Regions from separate parts of the Arabidopsis thaliana genome. Here region 1 is linked to region 2. The links are chromatin contacts, called in public capture Hi-C maps. All regions are on one chromosome and are shown on one strand. The core of a region is the stretch at or near the end of the contact, and the rest is flanking DNA. Distances in the headings are between cores, read along the strand shown.

Region 1 (7,300 bases), core at 4,622-7,121, 77 kb after region 2:
AAATGAATTTACACGATAATTATCTATTTGAATTTGGTCTATCCCGCTCATATTTAAATAAAGTTCGAATAGTAAATCCTATGTTTCAAGTTTCTAAAGAAATGCTGATTTGAATCTGTACAATATAATTGTAAATTGAGTATAGTTCAAAAAAAATTTGTGAACAATGATGATAGTGGAGATATAACGCATCAACACAAATAAAAAAGTTCAAATTTAGTCAAGAATAATTCTTTGTCTACATTTACATATGTTTCCATGGTCGTCGTTTATATATTTAAACATAGTTCATGAGTTTAAATACATATGAATTATTTTTAATTTAGCTGGCTATATCAATTTCAACATCATATATAAAACTATTGGAGCATTTTTTTTTCTTGCCGGACCTAAACTACTTACTCGGTTATTTTCTACATTTCCTTTATTGTAAACTCAAAGAGAATAACATTGATAAGACAGATTTAGATCCAGAGGGTACATTACAGATATACCACAGGCTTTTGGTTCATAAAATGCGCAATATACTATATATATATATTTTTTTTTGGTAGAAAATATACTATATATATTACATATATACCCACGATAGTGTAGGGGAAACTCACATATTACCCCATTATTATTTTAATTTTTGAATGGTATTAGTGTAAGAACGGATTAGCTAGTCTGCTGCAAACGTTAATTAATCAAATTTTCAACTGATCTACACCAATGTTTTATTCCAACAAGTAAGCAACTTGCGTTAAAAATTATCACCAGCATAAGCTTGTGTGCATATACTAGATGCATCCACATATTTATAACGCAAAGATTCATGTGGTCATATGTAGATGTAGAATAATATTAGCATAGGCCAAAAAGTATTAAAATGGATTCACATAAAACAACATTAGCTAGAATCCATCTATACGTATTCTTGGGAAAATAAAATAAAAAGTACAAACTAAGCCATGAATAAATGTGTATACAATTATATATATATATATATATATATATATATATACTGTATTAAACGTATGCCTATAAAAAATAAAATGCAATAAACGACATTTCAAAGAAGACAAAGGTTAGATCCATACCATAGCATAGAAACTTGGCGATATATGAAATACAAATAAGAATATAATGGAGATATGATTAGACTTAAAGTATACATATGTCACTTAGTGGATGATAATGGCCTTCTTGTTTTACTCGGACTTGACCAATCCAATAAATTTCGGTCAAATTGATATCGACATTCTACTAATCAAAATCACTCTATATCTTTTATTGATTTTTTTTCCAACCACCTTACCTTTTCCGTTCTATTTTAAACTCTTGGAATGCATTGTTACTTATAACACAGATACAATTAATATATATTTAAATGATAGAAATTTTTTGTAAAGCAATTTCATGATTGTAATTGGAAATTTTTGTATTAAATTTTATTTGTGATCAAAACTTCAAATTGATATTTAGTTTTTTTTTTTTTAATAGTTCACATATTTATCATCATATATCGTCTCCAATTGCTTTTTATTTTTAAAGGGTTTATCGTCTCCAATTGCTAGGAAATTAGAAATACGAGTGCATGTGTATACTTTTTTTACAGATAAGAGAAACTCATACTCATAGATTGACAAGCTTATGGAACCAATAAACAAAATGGTTACGTTCTTATTACCCGAATAAAAAAAAAGGTTACGTTTCATGCAATTATATGTGAAAATCTTTAATAAAAAAGGGATATTTAAAAGATTCCTTTTTAATGGGTCCTAAAGTAATTAAAAGATAAAGTCAAGCTTTCCAACCATTTTCCACAAAGTTGATAGAAACTATTCATGAGTGCAAAGCGAGAAAAAGAGAGTAATACCTAAACATAGGATCAAGTGGTAGTTAATTACTCCATTTTAATGGAGAGAAAAAAGAAAAGTGGTAGTTAAGTGAAATGGTCACTGTCTCTGTATATGAATCTTCAATGTCAATTATCTATACACCTATAGTGCAAACCAAACTTCAACAGTTACAATATGTATAATCTTACACAATTCACTAAAATTTGTCCATCATAGTTATTTATTCAACGTATATATCTGCGTATATATGAGTTAACCAAGTCTGGGCTTCGAGTCTCAATGTATTTATTAGTTTTAGCACTGGCGCCACTATTTGTTTCAAACGATCAATTGCTTTAAATCTGATGGTAATGGCTTGTCTAACTTCAGAGAAAAGTTAATACGGAATATGCAATTACAATTAACAAAAGAAAATTCTTTCATTTTTTTCTTCTAATATATATAATCACGTGTATGACCACAAATTTTGCCGTCCGGTTGAGAGTGATCGAAGGTGTATATGACTCTCGTGAATCACGGTATCAAATGATATAATCATAAATTTTTGTGATTTAACTATGTGCTTCATGATGGTGGATGCAAAACGTAACATATATTTGGTCAGCTAAATTTATTGTTTTTTTGTTATAAAAGATAAATTTATTGTTTTGAAATATTTGAACTTTGCTTCGTACATAAATATCTTGATAAATTTAAAATTATTTTTTTGATATTAAACGTATCCATGAAATATATATATATATATATATGGATACGTTTAATATCAAAAAAATAATTTTAAATTTATCAAGATATTTAAAATTATATATATATATATATATATGGAGGATAACTTATACAGCTCAGAAAGTTAAATTACAAGTTCACAAATCTTCTTCACAAAAATATATAAAAATAAATATATTTTCCATGGTTTTTCTTGAATTATTTGACGGCTAATCATTGGATGGTGATCAGGACATGGCATTTTTCATGTTACGTATAGTATATGGTTAGAGATTTGAATAGGCTAGTTAAAATATCGAAATTGCTACCAAACGGTCAAATCTGGTCCACCTTCATCCATAATGGTTCGTTGATGCATTCGGGCTCGCAAAAAGCATGTTAGAAAAAGTTGGTGATAATTACTTAAAGTTGTTTTTTTCGCAATATAATATAGTAATAAAAAAATGTTATTGGCTTCATGATTGACTGTTGGCCTCATCAAATATGTCACAGTCACTTGTATGGTTTCTTCAAACTTAATTTCTTATAAAATACATTAGTATTGTTTTCTTATCACCACTCACACCTATCCAATATATGCATTTGTATTATTTTATGATTATGATTCGACAGAATCTGCCTATATCTTTGAAGATTTTTTGTTTTTTATTATTGTTTTAATAACATAGAATTTGAATTCGGATGAACATAAGCAGTAGAGCGAGGGCATAGATAACTCTGGTCGTGATACATCGATAACAATATCGTTAGGTTATATGGAATTAAAAAAATATTATGCTATACTTTTAAAATTTTAACACAAAAAATTATGATAGCAGGCATACTACTAGTTTTGGGGATTTTCGCCAAGGACCATTTTGTTCAAATTTTAACAAGTGAAATGAGGACGAGCTTAAATTCGTAGGTTATATTGGGTTTGGGCCATACTAATTTTGTCAAGATTGGGTTCTCACATAACATTATTAACCCATTAAAATGTCAAAGAATTGGTTGTGAAAGCATAACATTACTAACCTATTTCTTGAAGCTTTTGGTTGTTAACGAAGACAGTAGCAACATTGATGGTTAAAGAATGCTCTGTTCTGTTTTGTATCATGGATGATGATGGTTAGTTAGTCTTCTTATTAACGTGGGATATATGTTGGGCTTAAGCCATATGTAATATACTATCTTAGTCGGCAAGTCATTGTTAGGGTTTTCCATATCATCGTATATATAATGTAAAGTTGTCGATCAATAAAGCAGAGAACTTTCTTATCATTGCGTGAATTTGACATGGTATCAGAGTGAAAGTTTTTTCTGAACAGTTTTGTATCTAACGAGTTTGTGATTGTGTTTTGACCAAAGTAACCAAAGATAAGCAACTACAAAAATCGGTAGAGATCTTATTGGTTGCAGGATCTTGTCGGTTGAAAAGAGCTCACATGATCCCGAATTTCTCCTCTCGATCTCAACGGCACATTCTCTGTTTCAACAAATATGACCGTTGTGAGAAAATTTCCATATTTTTTTGTTTTTAGCATAATTAATGAAATTTCCTTTTTCGTAACCTAGTCGGAAAAAAGGAAATACTCGAAAATTTGCTATTCTTCTTCTTCTAAACGACAAAAAATAAATCCATATTTTATCTACGAATTTTAAGATCTCCGATGATGATCCATTACTAAATTATCTCTGAAACAACTTCGTTCTTCATCTCAGAACCTATCCGTAAGATTTGAGCGGAGGAAAGCATTCTCTTATCGTGATTTAGTTATGGTCTCTTCTAATTTAACCCTTCTTGTTGATTCGTTACCGTGGATGCTTCTTACGCTATTCTCACCAGCGGATTCGGTCGACGGTGGCGACTGAGAACGACGACCATGTATCGGTTCGAATCTTGATGGAGTGGCCTGAGGATGAACGAAGAAGAAGATGTCACAAGAAGGATACAGAACGATGCAGTCAAAGCTCATCAATGGGCCTTCGTAATGGGCTTTCCTGTGAGGACCCTCCCCACTACCCAAATCCAACAAGGTAATAAAACTTTCTTTTCTCTCTCTTTTTTTAAAAATAAAAATATAAAATATAATGATTTGATTATAGAAAAAGTAATATGTTTTTCACGTCTGATTTTAAACTAAATATCAAGGTTTTTGAAAAATATATATATTTTTAAAGTAAAACCGTTTAAATTTCACTTGATATGTTAGTTAAAATGCTTTTGTTTTTAAGACAAATTTAACACTTAATTATGTTTTAAACGGTTTTCAAAAATAATGTTTTTTTTGTGATGTCAAAAATAAAGTATAAGTAATAGTGTTTTGATTTTTAACTAAAAAATTTCGATTTACAAAATGTTTTTGTTTTAGAAAACTAAGTGATAAATTTAATTACGTGAAAATATATATCTATATATATATATATATATATTTTTTACTTTTTGATTTTTTATTTTTCGTAAATAATGTTTTAATTACCAAAATAAAGTAAAATATGATGTTTTTTTTTTGTTTTTTTCTGTGTTTTTCTTATGATCAAACCAATCACGTAACAATCTTTTACAAGTTCACATATATTAACAAATAATGTAAAAAGGGATAGAAATAAATAAGAAGGCAACTAGATTTAGGAGGATTAAAAATCAAAGCCATAAAGCCCCAGCTTGTCTAAGAGTAGGCACTAAATCACCATTAATATGAGCAGCCATCAGATTTTCCAATCCTCCAAACAACTTTCCTCCTATGTACATCATAGGTAATTTCTCTTTATCACTTACGATATTGTCGTAGTTGTTGTTGTCTTCTTCACCAATCTCAACCACCACTGGATTCACGCCATGTGTCAGTAGCAGCCGTTTTGCCACGTGTCCCAAACAACAGCCTCTCCTTGCAAACACCACCACAGCATTCTCCATCACAACTAGGTTGCTTGATCTCTTATTGCTTATAGATGTTGGCTTTGGTGATCCTGATGTTAACCATGATAATGATGATGATGATGATGATGGTTTATCTTCATTCTTTAAAAGGAAAATGCTATTGCCCGGCACGGTCTTCGTCCACGGTGACTCGTATGGTCGAATTGCTTTTTGCATAATTGATGATAGAGAGACAAAGAGAGAGAGGGAGAAATGGGAAAAGAGAGAGAGACTTGTGTAGTTGGGTTCGTTTGGTAAGAGATGTGATTATTAAAGAATTTATATAGAGGATTTTGGAGAGCATTTGGCTTTGGGGGTCAATGAAGCATGTGTAAACTGTATTCTCTTGATATCCGAAGCCATGTCACCGTATCCAAAATAAAGATCTATAACTAAACTTATGATTATTTATTAATGTTGAGTGTAAATCATCCAAAACTTAAAAATATATTTAACTTATGTGTGAAAGATAAATTTCGAACTCATTGTCGGAACTCAAATGCGACAACTCAATTTTTTAAAGAATATAACTATGATTATCTTAACCGAATGTCATTTTTGACATATTGTAATTTAGAAAATTGTAGCATTCATAAAATCAGTGACTTATATATAGATTATATTAAACTAAATGATGACGAATACATAGTAAGGGGCTTACGACAAGGCTGATGTCAAGAGATATCTTTATTTGTTTAGAAACTTATGTCACAATTAAAATTGTCTTCGTAAGGTTACGTTTTATGGATAAAGGCAAATCATTTGTATGGACCATTAGATTTTAGATCATCTCTATTACGTCATGACGATGACTTGTTTTCTCTAACATTAAGATATCAATTTGTGTTTTATATTCTAGTTGCACCTTGAAACATATATATGTACCCACTACCCAGTACACGTCCTATAGATTTTATTTCTTTTCCATTAAGCATCTGTCTATTATCATGGATTTAAGCTGTCATTTAGAATTTTGATAAAACGCATAAACTATAGAAACGCATATTTTTTCCATCGAATTATACATTTTGAACATCTTGTCTAGGATTAGTTAAACTTATGATATGGTCGAAAATACGTTGCACATACGTCACGAACTCCGCAAAGCCAAGGTGATGACTTGTCAACAGTTCTGTGGAAAATCTAACAACTCCTTTCGTCAAAAGAAACAGCTGAGAAGTACGAAAAACTGACAAAAAAAAATGGACCCTCATGGTGACAAAACGACATGACGTCTCCCTTTAACTTTACGAAACAGCAAGTCGTTCCGTCTTTTGTTAATCCACAACGCTTTTATTTTTTTGGAATTATTTATTGCTCAAAACATTTTATTATCTTGGTTAACGGTCATCACTCGTTTCCAGCTAATTTTAATTATACATGACATCATAAAAAGCAGCCGTCGGTTATATACAAATATTGAAATAAGAGTTTACTTGGTCAAAATTTTAAAATTTGACGTCACCGGAAAATTCGCCGGAGTTTCGTCACCCCCATAAAACTCCTCACCGGTGAAAGAAAGAAAAAGACGTCTCTATCATGGTGGCGCCGGCAAGACGTCATTAAATACAAAGGGTCCATGTTGCTCTGCTCATACAAAATCTTATTATACGTATGCAATATTTTATTTTCTCTGCTCTCCAATACAAATCCTTATAGGTAGATAAGGTTGGCAACTAGTGGAAAAAAGAAAATTTGAATAGCAAGCTAACAAGAAATATTTATATTTAAGTTTTATGAAAGGATTGGTACGGATCTTATATTCGGATATTTATATAAGCATGTCGTATGTAACATATACTAAAAAGAACTATTGGCATAGATCAGATCA
Region 2 (6,534 bases), core at 674-3,173:
GACACGTGTCAAAAATCCAACACACAGAAACACATTTTCCCCGATTTACTAACGCACAACAAAACTCTTTCATTCTCTTCTTACACCTTTTCTCCAGAGTTCCGACAATGGCTTCAGCATCAGCGACAGCTACTCTTCTCAAACCCAATCTTCCGCCGCATAAACCGACCATCATCGCCTCCTCCGTATCTCCGCCTCTTCCTCCTCCACGTCGCAACCACCTCCTCCGCCGCGATTTCCTCTCCCTGGCGGCAACATCCACGCTTCTAACACAATCGATTCAGTTTCTAGCTCCGGCGCCGGTCTCCGCCGCTGAAGATGAAGAGTATATCAAAGATACGTCGGCAGTGATCAGTAAAGTAAGGAGTACGCTTTCGATGCAGAAGACAGATCCGAATGTGGCTGATGCGGTGGCGGAGCTGAGAGAAGCGTCGAATTCTTGGGTTGCCAAGTACCGGAAAGAGAAAGCTCTTCTCGGAAAAGCTTCTTTCCGGGATATATACTCGGCGTTGAATGCTGTTTCAGGTCATTATGTGAGTTTTGGTCCGACGGCTCCGATTCCGGCGAAGAGGAAGGCGAGGATTCTTGAAGAGATGGAAACTGCTGAGAAAGCTCTCACAAGAGGAAGATGAAAAAACTGCAGTCAGGCCTTCTTCTCCATTTTCTTGTTGATGAAAATTTTATTTTCCTAAAAATGCCAATCGAATTATATGAGAAGAGAAACTTGAATTGGCTCGCCTGCTTTTTTTTTTCATTCCTGTAAAATACTTAATGTTCTGCATGATAATTGCTTAATTATCATTATCAGAGATACTTATATAACTTATATCGAATTCCATTTTCTCAATGATTGGAGCTGCTTCATAAGTTCGATTAACTCTCTTCTGTTGTACTATATACTTCCCTAGAAAATTTGTCTACACTTTCTTTAGTTTTTGATAGAGGAGAAATGAATTACACCATTATAAAATCTCCAAAACTCCTAAGTCACATTTCTGCATAATTGCATTGAATGCTTATCAACCTAAAATGATTTCAAGTCTATGTAAAGACTTTCCTATGGGCCATCAACAAAGCCCACAAAGTGTGTAGTTTGGTCATTTTATTTGTAGGTGACAACAAACTCCACAAGCATTCCCCATTCCAACATATTACGTGCAGGTCCACACACGTGAACACTAACACATGGCTCGTATTTACTCTATTTATATATTATAATAATATATTCATTCAACGCAATTAACAACAACACGTGTGCACTAGTAATCTACCATTATACTGCTGACCTTTCCAATACGTTAAAATCAAATTGATGGGTGTAGTAAATAATGACCGTGTTTGCTGCTGACTAGTGTGTTTAATTACGCCTAATTTATGTATTTTGGTCAATAGTTCATTAGTATAATCTTGCACCCTCTTTATTTAACACTAATCTTGCAAGTCAACATTCGCTCGCCTCACCAAATGCAATATATATCGTACTCCATACGGGTTACAAGATTAGGTTTCATCGGTGAGTACTAATAATATACGTTAATGAATCTATATTACGGGGACGGATACGAATTGGATAACAAATTAAAAGTGGTCAATAAGTTACTTAAACCAGTAAACCCTAGCTTGTGATACCAAATCTCTAATTTCTGAATATGATTGATGCAAATAATATGTAAAAAGGATTCTAACCAATAAAATGACTAAACTAACCAAATTTCTAAGATCAATTCACCTCAAGAAAACAAAAAATTCATAAATTTTGGATAACAACAAAACCAAAACCACGTGAAGAAAACAATGAGCTGTGGTGAGGTGGTGGACGAGGAAAATCGGTCAAACTTAATTAAAGATCTTATCTATTTTTCTCATTTCCTTTTTCTGTGTTTTTATTTTCTTTTTATAAATAAACTGTTTTTGCTATAAAAAAACAAAGACACCAATTGTAAAAAAAAAAAAAACATCTGCTGATCGTCTCTGAGTAAAAGCAATCGTTTCGAATCCAAAATTGCCCGAGAAAAAGTTTTGACTTCCCCGGGAAAATCTCTATCCTTTCTTCATTCATTCAACAAAGTTCTGAATATTTTCTCTGTTCTTCTCCCTCATTTTATGGCTTTACCTTTTATTCATTTACCTTGTCTCGATTGATCTGACTTCAAGATTAGAAATCTCGACGCGTGGCTTCCATTTTTTCTCAGAGAATCACATTTAAAAAAAAAAAACAGAAAAACAATATTCGATCTTTGCTTACTACTCATTGTGCGTCTTCTCGATTTGTAATCTCCATACAATTTTTTCTAGAGAGAATCCATCTCTCTCTCTTTTTTTTCTTTGGTTTTGCTTGTCCCTTAAATTCAGCCTCCTTCATACATAACGTCAAAGCTCAGATATCTGAATAACTCGCTTGCGTGCCTCTCTCTCTCTAAAAGCCCATCTCTTTCTCCTCCTCCTCCTCCATTGAAGAAGAAACCTACCTTCGTAATATTTCCTCAATTACGATCATGGTGAATGTTAAAGGGTCAACCAAAAAATCGAATCTTGATCGATTCCTTCATTGCATAACACCCTTAGTGCCACCCCAATCTCTCCCCAAGGTTTCATAACGTTTCTTTCTCTCTCTCTCTTTTTGTTTTCGTTTCAATATGTCATTATTGATTGATTTTGATGGGTGTTGATTTTGCAGACGGAGATTAGAACCCTAAATCGATTGTGGCATCCATGGGAGAGACAAAAGGTTGAGTTTTTCAGGTTGAGTGATTTGTGGGATTGTTATGATGAATGGAGCGCTTATGGAGCTAGCGTTCCTATTCATGTTACCAACGGAGAATCTCTTGTTCAATACTATGTTCCTTATCTCTCTGCCATCCAGATTTTCACCTCTCATTCCTCCTTGATCCGCTTAAGGTTTGTCTTTTGATTGTGTTACAGCTCAAAGATTGAACCTTTAATATCTTTTATGGCTTATTGATGAATCCTTTGATCATTAGAATGAGATTTGAATAGATTGTGCTTTATAGCTGAAGAATGATTGCTCTCATGGGTTGCTTTAAAGATATCTGATTAAATTTGGTTGTGTTGGGTTGATTAGGGAAGAGTCTGAAGATGGGGAATGTGAGGGTAGAGATCCGTTTAGCGATTCAGGTAGCGATGAGAGTGTCTCTGAGGAAGGACTTGAGAACAACACGCTCTTGCATCCAAGTGATCGTTTGGGTTATCTTTATCTCCAATACTTTGAGAGATCAGCTCCTTATACCAGAGTTCCTCTGATGGATAAGGTACATAATATAAACCTTGTTATGTAGCCTTGCGTTAGTTCACCTGATCCGATCGAATAAGCATCACAAATGATGTTTTGATATGATTCCAGATCAATGAATTGGCTCAAAGATACCCGGGATTGATGTCGTTGAGAAGCGTTGATCTTTCTCCAGCTAGTTGGATGTCAGTAGCATGGTACCCGATTTACCATATACCAATGGGAAGAACCATTAAAGACTTATCCACGTGTTTCCTCACTTATCACACTCTTTCCTCTTCTTTTCAAGGTGCAGATTCTCTCTGTCTGTCTACTATCCTTCAACTCGGTGTGATCGATCGGGTTTAACACTTTGTTGTATCACAGATATGGAACCGGAAGAAAATGGTGGGGACAAGGAGAGAGTGCGGAGGGAAGGGGAAGATATAACTCTGCTCCCATTTGGGATGGCTACTTACAAGATGCAAGGCGATGTTTGGCTTTCGCAGGACCACGATGATCAAGAGAGATTGGCTTCGCTTTACAGTGTTGCGGATTCTTGGCTTAAACAGCTCAGGGTCCAACATCATGACTTCAACTACTTCTGCAATATGTCAATGACTCATCGTGGCTAAACCTCGGTTGGATGACACCATGATGTTTGCTTGTTTCCTCATATATAGTCTAATTCTTGCTTTGTTCTGGAACCGCTTGCGTTTTGTAAAACGCAATGGAGCGATTCGCTTTGCAGTGTTTTGGTTAGAATAGCGTTTTGAGTCTTCTAACCTTTGAGAGAGTATATGTCGTATATAGAGTTTTGTTGCTTGTTGAAACAGAGTACAATTGTTGTTGCTTGTTAAAAACAGAGTGATTGTTTCTTATAAGTTGAAACATGGTGGAGAGAGAACTTTATTGTGCCAACAGTACCGTTACTGAAATAGTAATGTAACGAACTAATCATGTTAACAATTTTTTTTTTTGGAATTAAAATGGTTGAGAAGAATTATCAATTTTTGCTATTGTTTGATGAAACTGCTGAAACATTTTTTTTGAAGTTATGTATATGTTAACTCATACTCAAATGCTTTAAAGATTTTCCCCATGAAATTAACCAAAATTTAAATATTTTATTATATCAATATTAAAAAATTGACTCATCGAATTCATTATACTTTTATTAATGGACATCAGATACTTTAAGTCACAACATTTTGTTAGAATCTTTTTTCTGCATTGGATTGTAAATTTAATAATATTAATGTTTAGTTAAGATATCGGATATTTAAGTTGTACTCATACAAGGAAATTTATTTATCCCTTATAAATTACGCAAGTTGATATGAATAAAGTTGGGATCTTTTATGACAAAAATGTCAAATATATGAGAGTACAAAATAAATGATTTGGAAGTTTGACTTTTATACACTTTCATGTTTTGTTTGGTTTCTCCACCAAATTGTATAGAGAGATACCAAACTTTTTTTAGTTACTTACAGAAAACAGAACACTGCCTAGATAATTAGAAAAAAGAAAGTATAGAGAGTTTTGGATTGATAAGGCTTCATCACACTATTTTTTCGAAATGACTTGCAAAAAAAAAAAAAAAATAACTCGAAGAAAAAAGAGTAATTCGAATTGAATAGGAATCATGGAAATGTGGTGGTAAGGCATCTTATCCTTGACGTTAGGTTTCAAAAGTGATGATCCCTTTAGTTTCGTTGATAATGGATAAGATCAAAATATCCATTTTTACGACCTCCAAAGCACACGTAAGAAGAACCTTATCTTTTATTTTTATTTAAGTTTTATACAAAAAAGGTCAAAAAATCAGACCGAATTTTATCAAAATAAATAACGGTCAGGATGAGCAAATGACTGCCGACAAGGACAATCGAAGTAATTAGTTTGGTCTGAAGATCTTTTATCAGAATTAATCTATATTATGTCATATAAAATCAACCAACCATAAACCACTCACTTAGCATATTAAAAGAACCGACAAAATATTTCATAATTCATATAATACGAGGGAGACAAGAGAGTTGATTTTTCAAAGTACAAAAGTCACAAAGTCCACTACCAGTTCATAATTTCCACACCATCATCATCATGTTACCAAACAGTGATGCATCATATAGAACATACGTTCATTATCATTCATTTTCTATTTATGTGTTTTGGCTTCATTGATTATCATTTTCATTTCGGTCATAAATTCAGGTTAATGTACAAAACATAAAAATCGAAATCAAACTAAGAAAATAACAAAAGAAAAAAAAATCTATTGGAACAAGAGATTGTAGGCAGGAAGATCTTGAATCCGATGAATATCATCCAAAGAAAGCTCTCTCTCCAGCTGATTCCGAGTTGCTTGTAATACTTCCTGATAAACACACACAGATATATACAATTATTAAGAACTAATTCTCAAAAAAAAAAAAAAATGAAAAGAGAAAGTTGATAGATTGAGTGAGAAGAGATACATTGAATTCCATGTAAGAAGCGTGCATTGCAAGCCATTGAGCATCCATCATCGCGAAAGCTATACAGTATAGTACATCGAATGCCCTCTCGTCTTCTGTTAATCATTGGAATATGATTCTTGATTATTTAGCGATCGTCATACTACACTACTAACTTTTAGAAAGAAGGTTTTATTCAGTTTAAAAGAACATATTCCTATTGTTTACCTTCTAAGAGTTTGAGGAAATTCATTCCTGGAAGACATTTTGGCTTTGCTGCACAAAAAACAAAACATGAATTTAAAGCCTTTTAGAATCGAAATCGTATGTGAAAATAACAAGTATGACCTGAATAAAATGGTGACAGTTTAAGAAACTTACGATTATTTTGTAAATCGAGCATTTGGATCAACATGAAGGAGATGTTGATTCCGGCCACTGCAAAAGGGTACTCCCACTTTGCCCGGTCGCCTCTTTGTTTTAACAATAGCCTCCGGAAACAAACCTTCACAATTTTTATTTGTATAAACACATTATTTTGTGGAGCAAAGAAGTTCCCAAACCATGATTATTAAAAAAAGTTTAAGTATATATGAACATGTATTTACGAGTAATTTACCGGATAAGTTCTTGCAGAAAATAGTAAATTTTCTAGAGCGATAAATCCGCAACCCCTACAAAACAAATGTTTAACAAAACAGGCGTCAACACTAAGTATTTTTCCTTAAGATCTTTTTTGCAATAAGTTAAGTATAGATCAAATCTTACCTGAAATCGGTAGATGGATTGGGACCTTGCCATCCCATTTCTTTCCATTGTTCTGTTACTAAACCCGTGAGATGA

What was found. Capture Hi-C pulls out chosen DNA fragments and counts their contacts.
Region 1: a capture Hi-C map of shoot shows a contact between it and region 2, with 2.2 times the contacts expected there. A contact is called at or near these places in 1 of 26 Hi-C or Micro-C datasets (root), 1 of 2 datasets of targeted methods (shoot) and 2 of 3 other capture datasets (root and shoot).

Annotation. Positions count from the first base shown.
Region 1 is chr1:972,040-979,339 of TAIR10.1, forward strand. GRXS13 (Glutaredoxin family protein) reads right to left here and starts at 5,872. Exons shown (of 2, transcript NM_001331442.1): 1 at 5,329-5,872; 2 at 3,832-4,462. The coding sequence starts at 5,646. The coding sequence ends at 4,310. It overlaps PHB2 (prohibitin 2), which reads right to left. Exons shown (of 6, transcript NM_100266.3): 6 at 7,268-7,300.
Region 2 is chr1:898,809-905,342 of TAIR10.1, forward strand. It overlaps AT1G03610 (plant/protein (DUF789)), which reads left to right and starts at 1,924. Exons shown (of 5, transcript NM_100241.4): 1 at 1,924-2,588; 2 at 2,678-2,898; 3 at 3,083-3,269; 4 at 3,362-3,539; 5 at 3,617-4,262. The coding sequence starts at 2,496. The coding sequence ends at 3,864. PSB27 (photosystem II family protein) reads left to right here. Exons shown (of 1, transcript NM_100240.3): 1 at 1-986. The coding sequence starts at 108. The coding sequence ends at 632. It overlaps AT1G03620 (ELMO/CED-12 family protein), which reads right to left. Exons shown (of 11, transcript NM_001331424.1): 6 at 6,460-6,534; 7 at 6,311-6,365; 8 at 6,073-6,196; 9 at 5,920-5,967; 10 at 5,713-5,807; 11 at 5,364-5,612. The coding sequence ends at 5,511.